Regions from separate parts of the Mustela erminea genome. Here region 2 is linked to region 1. A link is a contact called in public Hi-C data. All regions are on one chromosome and are shown on one strand. Each heading gives the region's core, a stretch centred on a gene start, on an enhancer-like site or on the middle of the called end of the contact. The rest is flanking DNA. Distances are from core to core; before and after follow the strand shown.

Region 1 (6,430 bases), core at 480-2,979:
CTTTAAAAGCAGGAAAATAAAAGTATCAAACTCTCAACATTATTTACTAAGCTGACCACAGTTTGAAGGTATTAGGAGGTAGAATAGGATGATTAAAGGAACATGACAAAGGAAAAAGTTTTAGAAAGGAATAGTAAAGACTTTTAGATTATAAAATATTATGCACATATATATTACAATGAAATGTATTAGTTCCATAACAAAAAGGTTAAAATGTTTTTTCTGATTAGAATAGATACCAATCTCTATTGGAAACTTTTTATTTTTTTAAAAGATTATTTATTTATTTATTTGAGAGAGAGAGAGAGCATGAGAGGGGAGAAGGTCAGAGGGAGAAGCAGACTCCTCATGGAGCTGAGAGCCCGATGTGGGACTCGATCCCAGGACTCCGGGATCATGACCCGAGCCGAAGGCAGTCGCCCAACCAACTGAGCCACCCAGGCGTCCCTCTATTGGAAACTTTTAAGAACAATACAAACACCTGTCAGAGGTGACTCCTGCTCATAGATGACCTCTAACGCTTTTGTCCGGAGACACACCAAGACACTTTCATTATTTAAGCAGTTAAGGTAAGCCAAATCAATATCATCATGGGAGCATAGGGAGGAGGAAGAAGAGTTATATTTTGGAACACAGCCCATGGGAAATTAAGCCAGGTAACCAAAGGTTTAATTTGGAAATGCAAATATCTATTGATTAGGTTTTCAATCCACACCGTTCATGTACATGAGGAAGGAGTAATGAGGGACAAAGCAATAGCAACAAGGAGGAGGAGGAGGAGGAGGAGGAAAAAGGAGAAGAGAAGGGTGAGAAGAAATACAAAGGGCACCGAGGGGGTTATTTTCATTCATTACATTAATATACATTTACATCACATTACTGTTGAGAAAGGTAATCTTCTTCATCCAAGTAATTTCACCCACTTTAAACCATTATGATACTGTAAAAACCCATCTAAGCCGTTCATTGTAATCTTTCTGCATCTCTTTCGGTGAGGGAGGAGAGATGGCGCAAAGACCAAACTCGATGCTTTCCTTATATTCATAGAAGGAATCGCTAGCATCTCAACTAGACATTAGCTTTCCCTTCTTCCTTTGGTTCTGTTTGCCAAAACCCCTACCCCTACGAGGATTTTCTGGGTTTGGGCAGTGAAATGCAAGAACCCAGAGGTTGGTTTCAGGAGATCTGTTTCCCGTGCCACTTTGTAGCTTGCGGACCTTGGGCACAACACTTAATTTTCAGCTCTTCGGCTTCATTATTTGGCTAATGGCAATAATGATGTATCTATTTTATAAGGTTGTTGTGAAGATGAGTTGGGCCTGTGAGTGTGAAAAGCCCTCTATAAACTGGAAAACACTCTCCAGATGTGAGTTATTATCTCCTTTAAAGGGCACAGAATCTGTTTCAATTGTATAGGAAATTGCAGGAAGTCTCCTTGACACTTTTAGTCAAAACTTGACATTGAGCTGAATCCCTCTGAGGAACAGAAATGGTTCTTGCGCCCCACGTCAGCCCGGGGCAGGGTCACCCACGCTGCCGGTGCGGTCACTGCAGTATTCCATCCTCCGCTGCCGCTCCCCCTGGATCCTCCCACCGGTTTCCCGAGGAGAGTGGCGACGTTCCTAGCCATTTGGGTGGCGCCAGCTAGAGGGCGTGGGCCAGGCTGATCTGCCTAGCGCCCGGCTGCAGGGTGGGGGCGGGCCAGGCCGGGGGCGGGGCCACCCGAGGAGGGCGTGGCCTTGCCTCCGGGGCGTTCAGGCTCTGCGGGCGCGCGGAGCTCGTGGGCCAGCAAGCGGACTAGCGCGCGGCCCCTGCGCACTCGGCTGCCGCCTGCGCGCGTCGCGGGCGCAGCTGCATTTTCGCTTCCGCGGCTCGCGAGCCGAGACTGGTGCGAGCCGCCTCTGACTTGCGGGAGGACGCTTTCCTCTTCGCTTTCCGCACCCGCGCCCTTTCCCCACCGCAACAGGTCAGGGGAGAGCGGAGGTGGCGAGGGCGCACGACTTGAGACTGGAGGAGCAAAGGTCAGGAAGGTAAGCGGAGCCCCTGTACGCCCCCGGGCTGGGGGTCAGCCTCGTCGGGAACGCCGCAGCCGCTGACTTCTGGGAAGCCCAGGCTCTCCCCGCCTCGCTGCCTGCTTCCCAGCACGCTGACTCAAGTAGCTGGCGTTTCCACTTTTCCGGTGGGAACGGGCGAAGGAGACGCGGTGCTCGCATCACCCTTGCAAGTCTGGGGCAGGTAGCGTCTGGAAGAACTGGGGGTGGAGCGGTGGGAAACACAGGAAGAGACCCATTTTCCTTCCCCACTCTCCCAAATCCGACGTCTCCCGGTGCGCCCCGCGTCTTGCGGAAGGATGTTCTGTTTTGGAACCTAGTCTCTGGGTTGCGTAATAGAAGTGTCCCAGAAGTTTCTCGGGGAGTAAAAGCGGGGCTTTTCTCTCGTCCATTCCGAGTTCCCCATCCCCCCCGTCATTGTCAGCCTTCTCTTTGCGTGTGGTTGGGAGAATTACTGGATCCCGTCCGATCTAATTGTGATTGAGAGGAAGGCGCGTGTTCGGTGGTCCGCAGCTTCGAGAGAGCGAAGGGGGAAAGTTGAAGGCACCTTCTGCGATTTGCCCCTGGGGCGCAGGGGGACGGCATCTGCAGAACGTGGAACTGGTTAATTTCTCTTGATAATTTTTCACGCCGGTGTCTGATCCTCCTGTGACTGCTGCATTCGAGCCCCCCGACGTTGCAAACACCAGGGTCGTCGAATTAAAAAGGGAGAGGAATTGGAGAGTTGTGTAAATCGTACCCATCTTAACGTAATGGTAGTTACATTAATGAATTTGCAAGGGACCTTTGAAGGTCTCGATACTTTCTTAGTAGGTTGGACTTCCAGGAGTTTCTGCACTCACTTACACCCCAATATTGTTATGCAGATTGTGCCAGGAAGACCTTTGGCTTTGGAGGTGGAGATGTGTCCGTTTCATCCGGGAGCCAGCCTCTCTTGCGGGGAGGGGAGGTACGAGGGAGAGGGGGCGCTTGCAGACCATGTTTTGCTGTTTTTTTAAAGTGTGGGATCGGGCTTTTTTAACCCTGTCGGTGCACGTTGAGGGCTGGGGGCCGGGAATGACATATCATCGAGGAACCAGACAGATTTAAAACTTTAAAGGCGAAACCGTAATTAAGGCGAAGACCCAGTTCCCTGGGACAGTTGCAAAGTGAAAACTCAGAAATTGAGACCCAGAAACATCAGACAAGGGAGCGCCCTGAAAAGTGTGGGAATTTTGTTTGTGCAAGATTATTTCAGAGCAAGTCTGGCACATTTCGTAGGAGGTAGGCAGAGGTGGGATACCTCTCCCGGAGCTCTGTGCGTCAGTCAGGCTCCGGGTGGAGATAGAAGGCCCGTAAAAGAAAAAGACCTTTGGACTATGAATCTAGTTCTCTTCAGAGACTTGAGCATACCTAGGCATGGCCCTGTTTCAGTGTTTACTTCCTCTGTCTAATGTATTTCCTTAGCTTGCCTTTCATCTTTAGTGGAAAGGATTCCTTGAGTGGATATTCTGGAAATAAATTCATAGGAGAGTTGAAAATTCTGGATGGTTCTCCTGCTTTAATTTAAAGGTGTTGCCCCTTGCCAGTGTTAGAAAATACTGTATTTGAAGATAAAGATGCAGAAAAGGCATGGAGAGTACTAAAGGGTAATGACCCAAGAGAATTAAGGGAAACTAGGAGAGAAAGGAAAAGAGTAACTTGTAGTACTTATTGTGTAAAACTAGAAGGATTAATTTGAATTTAGCTGATTTAGGAGAGAGGGAACCCCCAAAAGGACTTGGGATGTTTAAGACATTGAAGACTAGGACACAAGGCTTTGAAAAAAATGAGCTTAGGGGCACCTGGGTGGCTCAGTGTGTTAAAGCCTCTGCCTTCAGCTCAGGTCATGATCCCAGCATTCTGGGATCAGCCCGGGATCTGACTGGGCTCTTTGCCCAGCAGGGAGCCTGCTTCCCTTCCTTCTCTCTCTGCCTGCTTCTCTGCCTACTTGTGATCTCTGTCTGTCAAATAAATAAATTAATTAAAAAGAAAGAAAGAAAGAAAGGAGTTTAGGTGCGCCTAGTAGCTCAGTGAAGGAGTCCAACTTTTGATCTCAGCTCAGGCCTTGATCTCAGTGTCATGAGATCAAGCCCCTCATTGGGCTCCACGCTGGTTATGGAACCTTCTTAAATAATAATAAAAAATGAGTGTAGATACTGGGAATCTCCCCCTTTCTTTTCATTTTCTAGATAAAACTTACAGGAGTAATGAGACTAGAGGTGTGGAATTTGCAGGCTTTCCACCTGCAGAAAGAAAATGAACTGTTACTTACCAGAGTTAACATGTCTTATACATTCTCTGTAGCAATCAGATTTCTGTAGTGGCTTTGGCATTTGTGATTTGCTTAACTCTTCAACTCTGTAAAAAACACAATCTTGAAGAATCACAGTGTGTCAAATTAGAATACAAAGGTCATGCAGGGACTGAGAATTTAAGGTCAGAAAAGCCCAGTAATTTTAAACATTGCTTTCTCTGGCAAAATGCGGAGTATGGGGGCGCCTGGGTGGCTCAGCGGGTTAAGCCGCTGCCTTCGGCTCAGGTCATGAACTCGGAGTCCTGGGATCGAGTCCTGCATCGGGCTCTCTGCTCAGCAGGGAGCCTGCTTCCTCCTCTCTCTCTGCCTGCCTCTCTGCCTGCTTGTGATCTCTCTCAATAAATCTCTCTCAAATAAATAAATAAAATCTTTAAAAAAAAATGCGGAGTATGCCTGCATTTTTTTGCCACCAGAAGACATTGTTTTTGTGGGGTGTTAAGACTTACTACTTTGACGTAGTAGTTAGACTACATCAAAGCTGGCTGCTTCTTCTGTTTCCTATCTGGCTTGACTGAATTTGGAAGGGGTGGGTTGAGCTAAAAGTTACTGTTTTATTAACTAAGGTTCTTAATTGGATTTTGGATTAAATTTGGAAGAGTACTGTCTTATTACAATACATATGAGTTGCATGTCTGAAAACGTCCACAAGTCACTGTAGCCATGTGATTGTTCCGTTGAAGTAATATCGCCTTGAGTTGAAAAGATGGGTTAAAAAAAAATTAAGTTTAGAAAGGGCAAACTTTTTTTTTTGTTTTTTAAAAGATTTATTTATTTATTTGACAGACAGAGATCACAAGTAGCCAGAGAGGCAGGCAGAGAGAGGGAGGGGGAAGCAGGTTCCCTGCGGAGCAGAGAGCCTGATTCCATTGGAGGCTCCATCCCAGGACCCTGGGATCATGACCCGAGCTGAAGGCAGAGGCTTTAACCCACTGAGCCACATAGGCGCCCCGGCAGTTTTTTAGTATTGTTTTCCTTTGCAGTTCTAAAAATTAATATTGTTTTCCTTTGGAATTCTAAAAAAAATAATTATTAATTTGAGAGAGACAGAGTGTGCACAAGCACAAGCTGGATGGCCACAGAGAGAGGGAGAGAGAATCTTTAAGCAGATTCCATGCTCGGCACAAGCCCAGGAGCCAGCATGGAGCTTGATCCCACAACCCTGAGATCACAACCTGAGCTGAAGCCAAGAGTCAGTTCCTTAACCGACTGCACCATCCAGATGTCTCTTAGTATTTTTTTAAGAAGCAAGTGAAAGGAGTTTTATGCTTAGCTGTAATTTGTGCTTTCATCAAATGAATTTACATAAGCATTTATGAAGTTAATTGGTCATTCAAATTACAAATCTTAAGATGGACTGATGCTTTCACTTTTTAAAAGGTAGAGCTAATTTATTTATAAATATTTGGATCATTATAAGACATAGTTGGGATAGTATCCTTACAATTAAAGCCCTGTACTGAAAGCTGACCTTCAACTTGAATTCATTTGCTAACCTAGATATGTCTGTTGAAGCTAAAAGCTTCAAGTTCCCCTTTTTCAAAAACTCTAGATTATTAACTAATTTTTCAGGAGATTGAGAAAGTATTTAGAGAGAATACAAATTAAGGAACTGCATTAATGTAAATCTACAAAGTTTTGTAGATTATATTTTCCTCATTAAATTATATATTCTCTTTCCAAACAATACGTAATTGGCTGTAGTTTTCTAGCTGCCTCTTTTTTATACACAGTAGTAGTTTATTTAATATTTGCTGACTTGAATTTCAGATTTTATTAAAATAGATTTCATAAACCCTGTAATCCATTTATTAAAACTTTACCACAGTGTAGAAGTAAATGTGAAATATGTAGTTCTTTGTAGGTACACATCCTTTATTCCTGACTGTTCATATATGCACAAGAGAGTACTGTAGACTTGAAATCCTGAGGTTCTAAGGCCATCAGGGTTGCTAATAGGCGTTTCTGTCTTATGCTTAGGATAGAACTCCTTCAGTAGTGTTCTCCAGGGGAAGAAAATCAGCTGATTTTCTTAAATTAGCTGGCC
Region 2 (6,939 bases), core at 4,402-6,901, 290 kb after region 1:
TGCATGCAGTGGGGAAGGGCAAAAGGCAGAGAGAGAGAGAGAATCTCAAGCAGATTCCCCACTGAGCACAACACCCCAAGCAGGTTCCATCCCACAACCCTGAGATCATGACCTGAGGTGAAATCAAGAATTTAACACTTATCTGACTGAGCCACCCAGGCACCCTGTTTGCCTGGATTTTTAGAGAAATCTTTTAGCCATATCTAACAGGGCACATAAACCAGTGATTAACAGAAGACTTTAGGATCAGAAAGCTTTGGGATTCTCTATTAGCTATTAGCCTTGGACAAGTCACTTAAAATCACTTTGAGCCTTAGCTTTCTTATAAGGTTGTTCTGAAGTTTAAATGAACTAATATTAAGGGGGTGCCTGGCTACCTCAGTTGAAAGAAAAATGCAACTCTTGATCTTGGGGTTGTGAGTTTGAGTCCCATGTCAGGGGTAGAGACCACTTAAATTAGCAAAACTTTTTTTTAGAGCTTAAATGAAGTAATAATGTATAAAGTATCTAATCCTGTATCTAGTATACAATAAACATTCAATCAAGAACATTATTTTGTAATAACTTTACATTAATATATGACATTATATTACATATAACACATTACATAATATTACATTATTACAAATTCACTTTTTAAAATTATATGATCCTGAGACCTTGGTCAGGAACACAGTACTCCATTTTTTCCAGCAAACAAATAAAATGCTTTATAATTATCTACATTCAGGTGCATTTTTCACTAAAACAAAAGATGATGACTGGCTATAGTACCCCATCTTCTTCTTGTTTTGACTTTTTTTTTTTAAATGACTATAGTCAGCTTTGAGTGCATACTATCTACTTACTAGCTCTATGACCTTGGTAAAATTATATAACCTTTCATTTTTCTTCACCTGTAAGAATGTGAAAACAATAGTACCAACTGTATAGGATTGTTGTAAGAATTAAATGAGTCAATAAGTTGGCACATAAACCATAAAAGTAACTGCTATTACTTGAGTTAGATACTTAACATTTGTTTCTTTCAGTACTCAGACAACCTGAACAGGTACTGTTCCTATATTACAGCTATAGATAATGAGGTTCAGAGAAGCTAAGAAACCTACCCAAGGTCACCAGTGATTAAGTGGCAATGCCCAGGACTTAACATAGGCTTGCCTGACTACAAAGCCAAAATTCTTGCCACAAGGCTAAAGATGACATTAACTATATCTCTGTATGGCATATACAAATGACTTTTAAGAACTAAAATAGGGGTATTAATAATAATCTCCCTATACAGGAAACATTTTTTAATTTTTTAAAGTTCAAGGGTAGGAAAACACACATAAAATCATGGTTTATTCTTAAGTTTGTGCTGCATTACCTCATTCACCTTATTCTCTTCCAGCCCTATGAATGCTACTGGTAACTGATCCAGAAGAGAAGCTGGCTTCGTACTGTAAAGCTCCAAAGCTCAACCTAATACTAATAAGAAACTTAGGGTAGTTTGATGTAGCTCACGTCCAAACTCTTCTAAGAATGAGCCCAAACTTAGAACTCTAACCTAACTCTAAAATTCGCCAAATGCAAGTAAGATTAATCTTCAATGTCCTAAAATTACAATTATAATCTAATCTTCATAAGCAGATAGTCAATTTTATTTCTGAACCAGAAATTCTGAAAGTCAAAATAACCATTAATTAAGAATTAATAAAACATTACACTCTGTGCTATATAGGAAGAAATATCATATAACAACAAATACATTACATAAATATCATTATCTAGTTTGTAAGATAAAATACTTAATTTTCTTTAGCATTTGGTGTTCTGTTGAGATAAGAAAAAATGTTCAAATTTTAGGTTAAGGAAACCAAATTATCTTTTAGCATTTCAAAATAATATTCTAACATGCTAGATTGTATTAGGGTATCACTCCTTGTCAAGTATTCTATTGCCCATCAAGATGGGTGGGGAGGAATGGACACTATCTGCCTAAAAATAATGGTATCAATAATCAGTGGCGTCATCTCCATATATAAGCAGCAGCACTACTGTTCATATGAACATAGTATAACATTAATATCAGCCTCTAGTTCTGGAAGAAAACAGGCATTCACGGTGGCTCAAAAAAAATCCCTAATATTAAAAATAATACGAAAAGAATGCCTGGATGGCTCAGTCTGCTAAATATCCAACTTTTGACCTCAGTTCAGGTCTTGCTCTCAGGATTGTAAGTTTGAGGGTTTTTTTTTAAGTTGAACTTCACGCTGGGTGTGGAACCTTTATTAAAGATAATAATCTGCAAAATGTTTAGTAAAGAAGCCTGCCTAGATAACTTATGTTAGTAGTTCTTAGAACCTTTGCTGGGGTTGTCGACGAACCTCTTCTAAACAGCTGCTGAAAGCTATGGGTCTTCTCCCCACAATGTACAGTTATACAGAGTTCAGACTCTTTTAAGACTATGGACACACCCATTGGCGTGTTAAGATCTAGGTTAAGAACCAGACAGATGAAGCAGAAATTTTCTCAAAGCACCTTTGACTCTCTTTCATAATTTCACCTCTGACTCATAAGAACCAACTAAATCATTCATAACTAGATAACAAAGTCTCCTGTAAAAACAGCCCTTAAAAAAAAAAAGTTTGATAGTATTTACTTAAGCAGTATTACCTGAAAATATACTGGCGGCATTTTAAAACACAACATGAAACTAGTGATATGAATAAACATTGCAGTGTATTACAGTTTATAGAATGATTTCACATTATTATAACAATTAATACTTTTATTTCCCTTTTACAGCTAACAAAATGGAAGTTCAGAAAATAACTTGCCCTGGTCATACAGCCAACAAATGGAGACTTGGGATTCTAATTGAGTTGTCTAGTTCCAGAACTGAGATTACTTAGTACATTACTATATCCTGATGTTTCCACAAAAAACCCTCAAGAGAGAGAAAACAGATTAAAAAGAAAGAAAGAAAGAAAGCCAGCCAGCCTAACGGGTCACATTCTAGTGTAGATATATCTTGGCATCAATAAAGAAAAATTAGTGTATTTAAAATGTTTGATTTCCTTTCGCTTCATTGGTGAATATAAAACATGGTTTTCAGAAAAATAAATGGTCAAGCTAATGAGTTTTAGGACTGAAAAATAGGACATTTTGTTATTTTAGGAGGCATTCCTTCTTATTCGTCTCAATTCTTAATATACAAAATAAATAACTCCTGAAAATGTAAAAATAAGAAACTTAAAGTTTAAACATCCAGTGGCGCCTGGGGGGCTCAGTGGGTTGAGCCGCTGCCTTCAGCTCAGGTCATGATCTCAGTGTCCTGGGATCGAGTCCCGCATCGGCTCTCTGCTCAGCCGGGAGCCTGCTTCCCTCTCTCTCTCTCTGCCTGCCTCTCCCACTACTTGTGATTTCTCTCTGTCAAATAAATAAATAAAAACTTAAAAAAAAAAAGTTTAAACATCCATTTTTTAAGAAACAAAAACTACTAGAAATTAATTTTTAGGATGTTCAAAATATTTCTTGTAAGACTTTTTTAAATAACAATACTCATTTCCATTCTCTACAACTCCTAAAATTTCTTGATTTTTAAAAAAAACTGTCATTTGTCTAAATGCATAGGATATACAGTACCCTACTGTAAACTATAAACTTTAGGTGATAATGATCTGTCAATGTAGACTCATTGATTTTAACAAATGTGCCCTTTTTTTGTGGGCATTTTGATGGTGGGGGAGGCTGTGCCTATGTGGAGACAGGCAGGGGTCATATGGAGGCAGAGCCTATACAGTAAATCTGTACCTTCCACTCAATTTTGCTGTGAACCTAAAACTGCCCTAAATATAAACTCTATTTTGCAAAAGGGCTGGGGCGGATGTGTCAAAATTCACCTCATTTTCTTAACAAATGAGGAAATAATTGTTTTCTAAAAATTACCCTGTGAATTAAGTTTCCTGCCAGAATACAGAACGTGCAATTATTACAGCATATATAATCATTTAAAAACCATTAACAGTAATCTTATCAAATGCTAAAAGAATTAGTTTTAAACGTTAATATGAAACTAAGTGCACATGTGAGTATAGTTATCTTAAGACTCCTTTTTGTATTTATGTTCATGTTATTTGATATTTTAAAAGGCAATGGCAATATAGCAAGGGACTAAAAGTCTAAGCGGGTCATGGGTTGACTGACAAACTAAAGGGAGTGCCTGTAGGAAGGAGGAGGAAAAGCAGGAGCCAATGAAAAAAGTCACCGCCAAGCAGTGACTGTTCCCCCAAGTCGACCTTCTGCCGGGGTCAGGATTCGAGGGAGATGTAGAAAGGGTATCCTCATAGAGTGAGCATGAAGAACAGCAAGAATGAAACAATTATCGACTTGTAAGAAAGAAAAACAATGCAAATAGAAACGAAAAAGTGCAACTAGTAGATAGCATACTTGTGTCAACCCAGGTTTTTCAAGAAGCTTTCCCCAAAGTGTCTTCTAAACGTGGTAACCACCCACAGTGGCAACATTAGCATAAAGGGCCAAAAATAGTTATGCTATTACAGCAGATTAAAAGGAATACTGAGAATGGTTCAATTTCATCAAAGTCATCTGATTCAACCCTGCCCAGCGGGAGTATACATTACGTTTTACAACGCTTTTTATACCCAGGTGTGCAGACGCTACGATGGTGCAAATCCAGTAAAGGACAAGCCCGGGGCTAGAAAACTGCCAAGTCTGTAGACTAACAGCCCTGCCTGAAAAAACCAGCAAATTAACTCAGCCCATAACTGAGTGGAAGGAAGAAGAAACAGCGGGCTCTGGGGCAGTAGAACAAACTCCGTGGAGCGGCTGCGCCTTCGGAAAGGGGCTGCAGTTGCAGGTGTCACACCAGGAGGCACTCTAGGACCAGGTCTCCACCACCGCGGAAGGGGCACCTGGCGCGGGCAGCAAACCCCCGACAGCAGCAATTCCGACCAGCAGCGAGCCCCACGGCGAGGCAAGTCCCCGACAGGCGGCGAGCCCCTCCGGCCGGCCAGTCCCGGACCCGCGACAAGCCCCCAGGGCAGGCCCGCCCCCGGCGGGCGGCGAGTCCCCGTGCCGCAGGGCCAGGAGACAGCCCACCTGCCGCGCGCCCACAGGCCGGCCGCCCTCCCCCGGCCCCGAAGCCGGCCGGCCGCCCCGCTCCTGCTGATTCCTTGCACCCCACCAAACACCTGCCTGTCCTTCTCCTCTTCGAAGGACCGAGAGCAGAGAGCCAAGGGGGCCACCGACGCGGCTGACAGAGCCAGAGGCGGGGGATTTCCTCCGGGAAATGCGACCCCGTCCCCCTCCCCACCCCTCGCCAAGCGGAGCGACGGAAAACGTGCAGCGGTTTAATGGGCCCCAAACCCTCTCAGCTGTGGAGTTGTAGTTACTGCTTGTAGGGCTGGAGTTTCCGCGAGCCGGAGGCGCAAGCCCGGGCGGCGTTAGGGTTTCGGGCTGGGGTAAGGGAGGGCTCGGCGTGAACGGACAGCATCGCACAAAGGGAAGCGAGGAGCGACGGGGAATGAGCGCAGTTACCTCGGTCCCCGGCTCGTCCCTCCGCTCGGTTTCTGCCGGCCTCGCCAAGGCTGCGGCTGCCCTGCCAGGCTCCCGCAGCCCAGCGCCTTCCCGCAGCACCCAGCGGCGCCGCACTAAGCCCCGCGCGAGCACCAGACGGACGCGCGCTCTGCTGCGCGGCCCCGTAGAGCCCTGGCCGGCGCCCGGCGTCCTCACGGCTCAGCCTCGAGAGCCGCAGCCTCTGGGGCTGCGAGCGGAGCGCGCGCCGGAGCCTGCGCACTGCACTCTGGGAGGTGTGGTTTCTGGTTACCTCCTCCGGGGGCCCGCCCCCACGTCCTCGCCGCCCCCGTTCGCTCGTGGGCGTCGCGAGTGCTCGGGCGACTCGCGGTGCGGTGCTGCAGGGGGGAAGGTAGACCAGGGCCTGGGGGACGTCTTCAAAAACAGTTCTGGGTGGGACACCGCATCAGTATCTCTGAAGTTCTCCGTTTCTGCACTTCCGTGGCCATACAGAATTTAGTTTCATTTTATATCCATCAACTCCCCCTCCCGCGCGCTGACTGTTCCTTGGGATTATATCTTTTTTAAAATGGGGGGGAGGGGGAAGACTTCCGTTTCTATTCCTGTCACTTTGCCCTCTGCTCTGCAGAGGATATACACAGCAGCTCGTGTTTATAAAGACAGGCGCAAAGTTGACAAACCTAAGGAAGCAGTTAATTGACCTAAGCTGACACTGCCAAAAACCATTGCTAATAAAAATGTTGAAATAAAACAATTTTTCAATAAAGTCAGTGGAATGTGGAGGTAGGAGATTAAGAGAGCGCAAAGAAAAAAATTTTTAAATGTTCTCCTAATGTGTCTTTTGTTAGAACAATCTCAAGCATTTACAACCCCAGCAATCTCCTTCAGAATACATCCAACCCTAGGTACATTTATGAATGTTAAACATAGGTTTGTATTGATTTTACTAGAAAAAGTCGTCTTTAAAAAATGGTAGCATCTGGGGCGCCTGGGTGGCTCCGTGGGTTAAGCCTCTGCCTTCCTCTCAGGTCATGATCTCAGGGTTGCAATGGGCTCTCTGCTCAGCGGGGAGCCTGCTTCCCTCTCTCTCTGCCTGCCTCTCTGCCTACTTGTGATCTCTGTCAAATAAATGAAATCTTTAAAAAAATAAAAATAAAAATGGTAGCATCTTCGAATGCCTGGGTGACTCAGTGTTAAGCCTCTGCCTTCAGTTCAGGTCATGATCCCAGGCCTTGGGATCCAGTCCCTCCTCCTGCTCCTTGCTCAGCAGGGAGCCTGCTTTTCCCCTCTGTCTGCCACTCTCCTTTCTTATGCTTTAACATGCTCTCTCTCTGACAAGTAAATAAGATCTTTTAAAAATAATAAAATAAAAATAATAACATCTTATGTAAAACCCCC

Evidence for each region. Hi-C and Micro-C count contacts between places; a contact is called where the count stands out from the background.
Region 2: a contact with region 1 is called in a Hi-C map of spleen, with 4 times the contacts expected there. The contact joins the promoter of KLHL8 here to the promoter of AFF1 in region 1. A contact is called at or near these places in 2 of 3 Hi-C or Micro-C datasets (fibroblasts and spleen).

Annotation. Positions count from the first base shown.
Region 1 is chr2:46,193,841-46,200,270 of mMusErm1.Pri, forward strand. AFF1 (AF4/FMR2 family member 1) reads left to right here and starts at 1,730. Exons shown (of 20, transcript XM_032332812.1): 1 at 1,730-2,030.
Region 2 is chr2:46,479,789-46,486,727 of mMusErm1.Pri, forward strand. KLHL8 (kelch-like protein 8) reads right to left here and starts at 5,652. Exons shown (of 11, transcript XM_032332825.1): 1 at 5,545-5,652.